Regions from separate parts of the Mus musculus genome. Here region 2 is linked to region 1. The links are chromatin contacts, called in public Hi-C maps. All regions are on one chromosome and are shown on one strand. Each heading gives the region's core, a stretch centred on a gene start, on an enhancer-like site or on the middle of the called end of the contact. The rest is flanking DNA. Distances are from core to core; before and after follow the strand shown.

Region 1 (3,457 bases), core at 144-2,643:
GTGCACACTTTTAGTCCTAGTACTGGGGAGACAGAGGTAGGTGGATATCTGAGTTGGAAGCCAGCCTGGTCTACAAAGTGAGTTTCAGGATAGCCTGGGCTATGCAGAGGAATTAAACAAAGATAGCTAATGAAGCAGATGTAACTGTAACTGCATCTCTAGCTATCTTTATTTCCTTAAGGGGATCCACATTTTGTGCTGGAATACTTTTTTTTTTTTAAGAATTATTTAATTACTTTATGAGTACACTGTAGCTATCTTCAGACACCCCAAAAGAGGGCATTGGATGCTATTACAGATGGTTGTGAGCCATCATGTGGTTGCTGGGAATTGAGCTCAGGACCTCTGGAAGAGCAGTCAGTGCTCTTAACCACTGAGTCATCTCTCCAGTCCTCTATGGTGCAATGCCTTTTCTTCTGTCTAAAAGACTTCATATTTCCTATAGGGCAGGTTTGTTGGGAATAGTTCAATTTTCATGTGTCTGAGAAATCTATTTCATCTTGGCTTTGAAAGACAGTTTTATAAGTATGGAGTACTAGGTTGACAAGGTCCTTGGTGTTTCAAATCTTACCTGATCATCTGCTCACTTACACTGATTTCAACAAGAGCTGGATGCTATCCTTACCTTTGCTACTATACTTAATGTCTCTGCCTCACCCTGGCTGCTTTAGAATTTTTTTTTAAAAGATTTATTTATTTATTATATGTAAGTACACTGTAGCTGTCTTCAGACACTCCAGAAGAGGGCATCAGATCTTGTTACAGATGGTTGTGAGCCACCATGTGGTTGCTGGGATTTGAACTCCGGACCTTCAGAAGAGCAGTCGGGTGCTCTTACCCACTGAGCCATCTCTCCAGCCCCGCTTTAGAATTTTTATGTTGGTTAGAGGCTTGAGGTTTTCTGTGCTGTGCCATTTTCTTCATTCATGTGCTTGGAGTCTTTGACTATCTTGCTCATTTAGTTTCTATCAGTTTTGAAAAAGTGATAATTAAAGTACAGATATCAGCTTTTAGTATATTTAAGTGAATTTATTTTTCTCATTCTTGTCTCCTATTTTGAATAGTTGTCAGACACTGTAAATTCTAATTTCCCAGGTCCTGGTGTTTTTGAATTCCTATAAATATCTTTGAGTTTTGTTCTGAAACCACAGTAAAGTTAACTGAAAACAGTTTGGTTCTTTGGAGTCTTGTAAGATTTGTTTGGGGACAGACATGGTTACTGAGATCAGGTTAGAGAGATGGAGGCTGGAGATTCAAGGCCAGGCCTTTATGATCTACATGAGATGCTGTTTCAAGACATTAGCACCACCACCAAAAAAAGAACCAGCAGAAGATTTGTTAGGCTGGACCAAACCAGTATTTACACAATAGCTAATTCTTGCCAAATACAAAAACCAGACTTCTAGAGTTGTGAGGTTCCTGGCTTGGCTGCAGGTGCAGCTTGCTGCTGTTGGGGATCAGGTACTGATTCATCTTTCCCAGGGATTCATCCTTGCTGTGGGGGTCTCTGTGACCACCAGACCCTGCAGAGTAACGATCTGCATGAGGCAAGAAGGGAATCTGACTCAGCATGACTCATTAGCTGGTGTTGATTCAAACTTAGACAGTTTAATACTAGACAGTTTATATTAGACATATTTAAGTACAGTACAATTTGGAAAAAAGTTTTATAGTGTAATACATCCCCTATGCACAAAGAGGCATAATTACATTGAAAGTTTTTTCAAAGTATATTTCTTCTATGAAGATGGGTTCTAGATATAGCCTACCTGTGTTATCTTAAGGGGTCCGGGGAGGATCTGGTGTGGTCTAGGTCATACAGACAGCATACAGGTTATTTAGACCATCAACCACCTCTGGTCCTGTTTGTGGGAGCTTAGGTGAGCCAGGCAAATCCTGGCCCTACAGATAGCACAGGGGTTTGCCAAGGCCAGTGTTTCTCAACCTGTAGCTTACAGTATCCTACATATCAGACATTTACATTATGATTCATAACAGTAGCAAAATTGAAATTGTGAAGTAGCAAGAAAAATAACTTTATGGTTGGGGTTACTACACCACGAGGAACTGTATTAAAGAGTCACAACATTGGAAGGGTGAGAACCATTGACTCTAGGCAGTTAGACACCCCCCCACCATTTCTTGTCTTTTGGGCAGAAAACAGGTTATACATTTTTTTTCCTTTCACAAAACAGCCCTGAGTGTTTAACATTCCTGGTTTCTTTAGTGCTTATCTGTGAGCACAAGGACCTTTGTGCTCCCAACACTGTGCCTTAGTTCTGTTCATGCTCAAACTTGTCGGTCCTCTGCTGTACTCCCCAGGAGAGCTCACTGCAAGTCTCTGATGGTGGTGCCTGCCTTTCTCTAGGTCTCCTGTGAGTTCAAGCTGCCTGAATTCTCTCGCTCCCTCTTCACCTGTTCCAAGGCTCCTCAGTCTGGCTGGTTTTCACTAAGTAACTTGTCAGCTTGATTCAAGTGGCTATTGTTAATCGGTCTGTCTAATATCTTCCTGAGAACCAAACATTTATTAAATCATTTATGGAAAATGTTTTAATTTTGAGAGACAGCTGGGAAATATCACCTGGTGAAAAGTAGAAAATTTTTGCTTTAATTTAACTACCTTTCAAAGTTTAATAAAGGCAGTATATTAGTGAGGATTTTTTTAAGTAGCAAAATAGTAAAACATTTTATTCTAGTTATACAATGGATTTAGAATTGTCTTCTATATATTTAATGTGTATAAATTTTACTGACACCTAGAGAACTCAGGCATTTGTAGAGAGGGTCTTCCTTTCACTCATGATGCTGCTCTGAGTTATATGTAGTGGCTGAATTCCACGAGCACACTGGCCTGATCAGTGTTGCTTTCCCTGTTTGCATTTCCTAGTGGGCTACATAGCTAGACTCTGCATTAAGCAAAACAAAACAAACAAAAAACAACCCAAACCCAAAAGATAAAGAACAGTTTTTTACTCAATAAACCCATTATTGGACATAATGAAAAGCGTTTAAAGGAAGAGCGTCACTGAATCAGCTAGGAGAGGCCACTGCGGCTCTGACACTGTAGCCTGTGGCTGTGTAAGACAAATCTTCCATACAGCCTTAGGAACTCCCTGATTACCATCCTCAGCTTTTAGCCATACAAAATAATGACCCATGGGTCTAAATAAAAATAATGACCCGTGGGTCTAAATATTTTTGTTTGTTTTATTTTTCGAAACAGAGATTCTCTGTGTAGCCCTGACTGTCCTGAAAAGATCAGGCTGGCTTTGAACTCGGAGATCTGCCTGCTTCTGCCCCACTTGTGTTTGGATTAAAGGTGTGTATCGCCACTGCCCAGCGTGAATTTAAGTTTAAAGATTGTTTTTACCAGTGTTTTGAAGAAACTGCTATTTAATTGTTTCCATTGAATTTAAGTATGAACCTAATGATTTTCTGTAAGCATTTTACCAGTCCA
Region 2 (3,399 bases), core at 402-2,901, 73 kb before region 1:
AGACTCCAGTCAGCTGACCCAGATGGACTGACATGATGGAGAACTGAAGCAGCTTGTAGCTTTCTCTATTTTGTTGCTCAAAGTTGTTTTTCTTCTCTAATTCCTAATTCCCAGTGGGAAAAGAGGTCATGTGAGCTCTACCCAGAGAGAGGATGTGTTTAACACCTAACAAAACTCCAACCACCCAGTCTTTTGCAGGATGCGTGTGGGTACCTGCCTGTGTATGAGTATGTCAATAGTAAACAGCCAACACTTTTCCTAACTGTTCCCTATTGGGGATCTGGTTTACGTCTCCTGACAATGGGGTCCAGGCCATTTGGACAAAATACCCACTACAAATCCCATCAAGACAAGGGCATCTCTACTTTATGCCTGTCTTCACTTGACAATGTTGAAGAATAAGGCCCTAAGTTTCCCAAGGACCTGCCAGACTGCATGGGTCTCAGAGACGCCACCTTGGATGTTTCTATGAATATTAAGAATTTATTCCTACCTTGTTTTTGTGTTTGTTTGTTTGTTTTTCTGGTAGCATTGTGATGGAATCCATGCTTGGGTGAGAGTACTTCTTTTGTGAGGAGGCTGAGATGACCACTCGTTAGGTTGACTTTTGTGTTCCACTGTTCTTGCTTTTGCTTACAGTTTATTTTGCTATCGCTGGTAAGGGAAAAGAGGCAGGCTGGAGCCTCACATGGGTGCTGGTGGGTACTACACAGTGGATAGATGTGGGAACAAGTCTAAGAGAGCTGTGAACTTACTGTGAACTACGGATAGGCCATTGTGTGGGATGTTCTTCCCACAAGGTGGCCTTCTAGAAAGAATTACATAAACTGTGATAAGAGGATACGCAAGGACGTGCAGGAAATGCCCTGGCATGTCCCCGTTATCTCTGTGGGAAAGACAAATAGGAGGGATATTCTTGGCTCTTTTCACAAGACCAAAGATGATAACACCAGGTATATTTTCTGTACTTGTATTTGCTAAAACTAATCATAAATGTCACCTCATATTTTGCTTCCTTTAATAATAAAAATGAGAAGTTCTTTGTATTATTCTTGAGCTCAAACACCTGGAGTCCCCCAGTTCCTAGACAGGGCTTTGGAATATCCTTCCATCTACGGAGATTTAGCCTTGGCTGGCTACAGGGCAGGTGGAGCAACAGAGGTAACCTGCTGTGACGGTATGGACAGCCTCAGCTCTGCTTCAATGTATTTCTCTGACACTATCATTTGTCAATTTACCACCAATCTACCTATCATTCCATTATCTATTGATCTGTCTGTCTGTCTGAGACAGAGCCTCACTACAGGACCCTTGGTGGCGTGAAACTGGCCAGGCTGGCCTTGAATTTAAGAGATTTGTCTGCCTCTGACTCCTGAGTGTTGCTACCAAAGGCCTGTGCCACTGGTCTAATCTATTTGTCATCTATTATCTATCTGCCATCTACCCATCTTTCTATCTATCCTCTAATCGTCTGTCACCCTCTTTGGATTACTAACTTGTGCAAACTCTGCTGGCACACACTACGAACGCACCGACAAGCCAGCCAGAAGCACTGCGGGCTCTCTGGGCATGTGGATAGTAGGCTTGGCTACTTGTTAGGGGCGTGACGTCTTTAGGAGGCGCCGGAAGCAGGCATCTCAGACCGTAACGCAATCGCTCAGCACCGGAAGCGGCCGAGCGGGCCATGGAGGAAGGACCCGCCGTCGGAACCCTGTCTCGAGAGGTCTCTACCGAGGAGGCCGAGCCGTTGGGCGCCGCGTGGAGCGGGGACAGCGGCCACGTCTCGCAGAGCCACAGCAGCGCGTCCGGGCCGTGGGACGATGACGGCCCCGAGGACGCGCCGGGCCGCGACCTGCCGCTGCTGCGCCGCGCCGCCTCGGGCTACGCCTCCAGCCTGCTGCCCAGCGCGGGACCGAGGCCAGAGGTGGAGGCGCTGGACGCCAGCCTGGAGGAGCTGCTGGCCAAGGTGGACGAGTTCGTGGGCATGCTGGACATGATCCGCGGGGACTCGTCGCATGTGGTGGGCGAGGGCGTGCCCCGGATCCACGCTAAGGCGGCCGAGATGAGGCGCATCTACGGCCGGATCGACAAGCTGGAGGCCTTCGTGCGGATGATCGGGAGCAGCGTGGCCAGGATGGAGGAGCAGGTCGCCAAGGCCGAAGCCGAGCTGGGGACCTTCCCGCGGGCCTTCCGGAGGCTGCTGCATACCATCAGCGTCCCCGCTCTCTTCAGGTCGGCGCCCAGCGGGCCCCAGCGCGCGGCGTACGAGCCGCCAGTCCTGTTTCGGACCGAGGACCACTTCCCTGGCTGCGGTGACAGACCGCAGCTCTGAGCGTGTGCGCCTCCACCGCATGAGGACTCCAGCGAGACTCTTGTCCCAAGTGTTAAGAAATCCTGTGAACTGGCGTATGTGATGCCGGGATGTGAAAGGTTAAAGTTTATTTTCTGCAAACGACTTGACATCGTCAGTATTCGATGCCAAGAGTGTAGGTCTCTATGTCTTCCAGTTCGGATTCGAAAGCTCTTTGGTGGGGACCTGGGGAAGCCAACTGAATTAATTTATCGGTGCAATACGGCAGAGCTGTTATTTTTATGGCCTTTATTACAGTGAACAGTGTTTCCTTGTTAAGATTTATATATTTATATGATCAAAAGTGCCCAAGAAATTAAAGCTGTATTATTAAATCCTAACAGTGGTTCAGTTTTCTGTAGCCTTCTGGGATAGATAGTAAATTGTTTTGTATTATATTCAATTTTCTATGGTGTAGACTGTAAGCCAAAGGAAAGAAGACAGTTTCTTAAGATAGCAAACTGGGCGTTTTGTTGCAGGGAGTCCTGAAGTTGTATTTGACAGTTTGACTGGAAGCTTAGTTTATCAAAGCAAGAATATTAATGTATGGTTGTCAGTGTTCTATTTATAGCACATCAATTAAAATGTTAAATTTCTTTGGCAGAGATTTCCTTCTGGAGATTATTTACCATAGTTTGTTTGGAAATGAGCCTGTCGTTCATGTTTTTAGTAGTGGGGTAAGAAAAGGCAACTTCCTTCTTTGGAAGGTTTGTGTGAAGAGCCAACCTCGCTGCTCTTCTCACAGTTCTGCGGTTCTTCCCCCGAGTCTCGTTGAGCAGAAGGGTTTTGTTCTTTCACTTTGGGGCACACGGGTCCCTTACCAACAAACTACTATTTCCTAAGTTGGTTCTCCCAGGTAGTACTCAGCTGAGTCTCTTGCTGTCTGTCAGGGTAAAGTCGGTAATGGAACCAGATGTGATAGCACACATTTGCAATCCCAGCACTCAGGAGTCGGAGGCAGGAAGATCAGAGTAGCAGGATAACCTGGGCTGTAGAGTAAGCTCCAGGTCAGCCTGGGTAGTTAAGAAGACCATATATCAGTAAATAGA

The links. Hi-C and Micro-C count contacts between places; a contact is called where the count stands out from the background.
Region 2: a Hi-C map of bone marrow-derived macrophages shows a contact between it and region 1, with 58 read pairs. The contact joins the promoter of Bloc1s4 here to the enhancer-like site in region 1. A contact is called at or near these places in 18 of 39 promoter capture datasets (the 3T3-L1 cell line, 3T3-L1-derived adipocytes, the C10 cell line and 12 more), 3 of 15 datasets of contacts at CTCF or cohesin (CD8 T cells, large pre-B cells and pro-B cells), 74 of 484 Hi-C or Micro-C datasets (the 4T1 cell line, the 63-12 cell line, the AML12 cell line and 46 more), 25 of 115 datasets of contacts at active chromatin or transcription factors (the 230-238 cell line, CD8 T cells, the HPC-7 cell line and 19 more) and 3 of 9 other capture datasets (adipose tissue, liver and pancreatic islet).

Annotation. Positions count from the first base shown.
Region 1 is chr5:36,673,692-36,677,148 of GRCm38.p6, reverse strand. The region is part of intron 1 of D5Ertd579e (DNA segment, Chr 5, ERATO Doi 579, expressed); the gene reads left to right. Among named protein-coding and RNA genes, the nearest start is that of Gm24878, 8.9 kb to the right of the region's middle. Within about 2 kb of position 1,393, at least 46 of the 459 cell types and tissues checked have an H3K27ac peak or open chromatin away from gene starts, as enhancers often do. A contact at or near this core is called in the 4T1 cell line, the C2C12 cell line, the HL-1 cell line and 9 more, where this site is marked.
Region 2 is chr5:36,746,931-36,750,329 of GRCm38.p6, reverse strand. Bloc1s4 (biogenesis of lysosomal organelles complex-1, subunit 4, cappuccino) reads left to right here and starts at 1,651. Exons shown (of 1, transcript NM_133724.3): 1 at 1,651-2,956. The coding sequence starts at 1,685. The coding sequence ends at 2,332.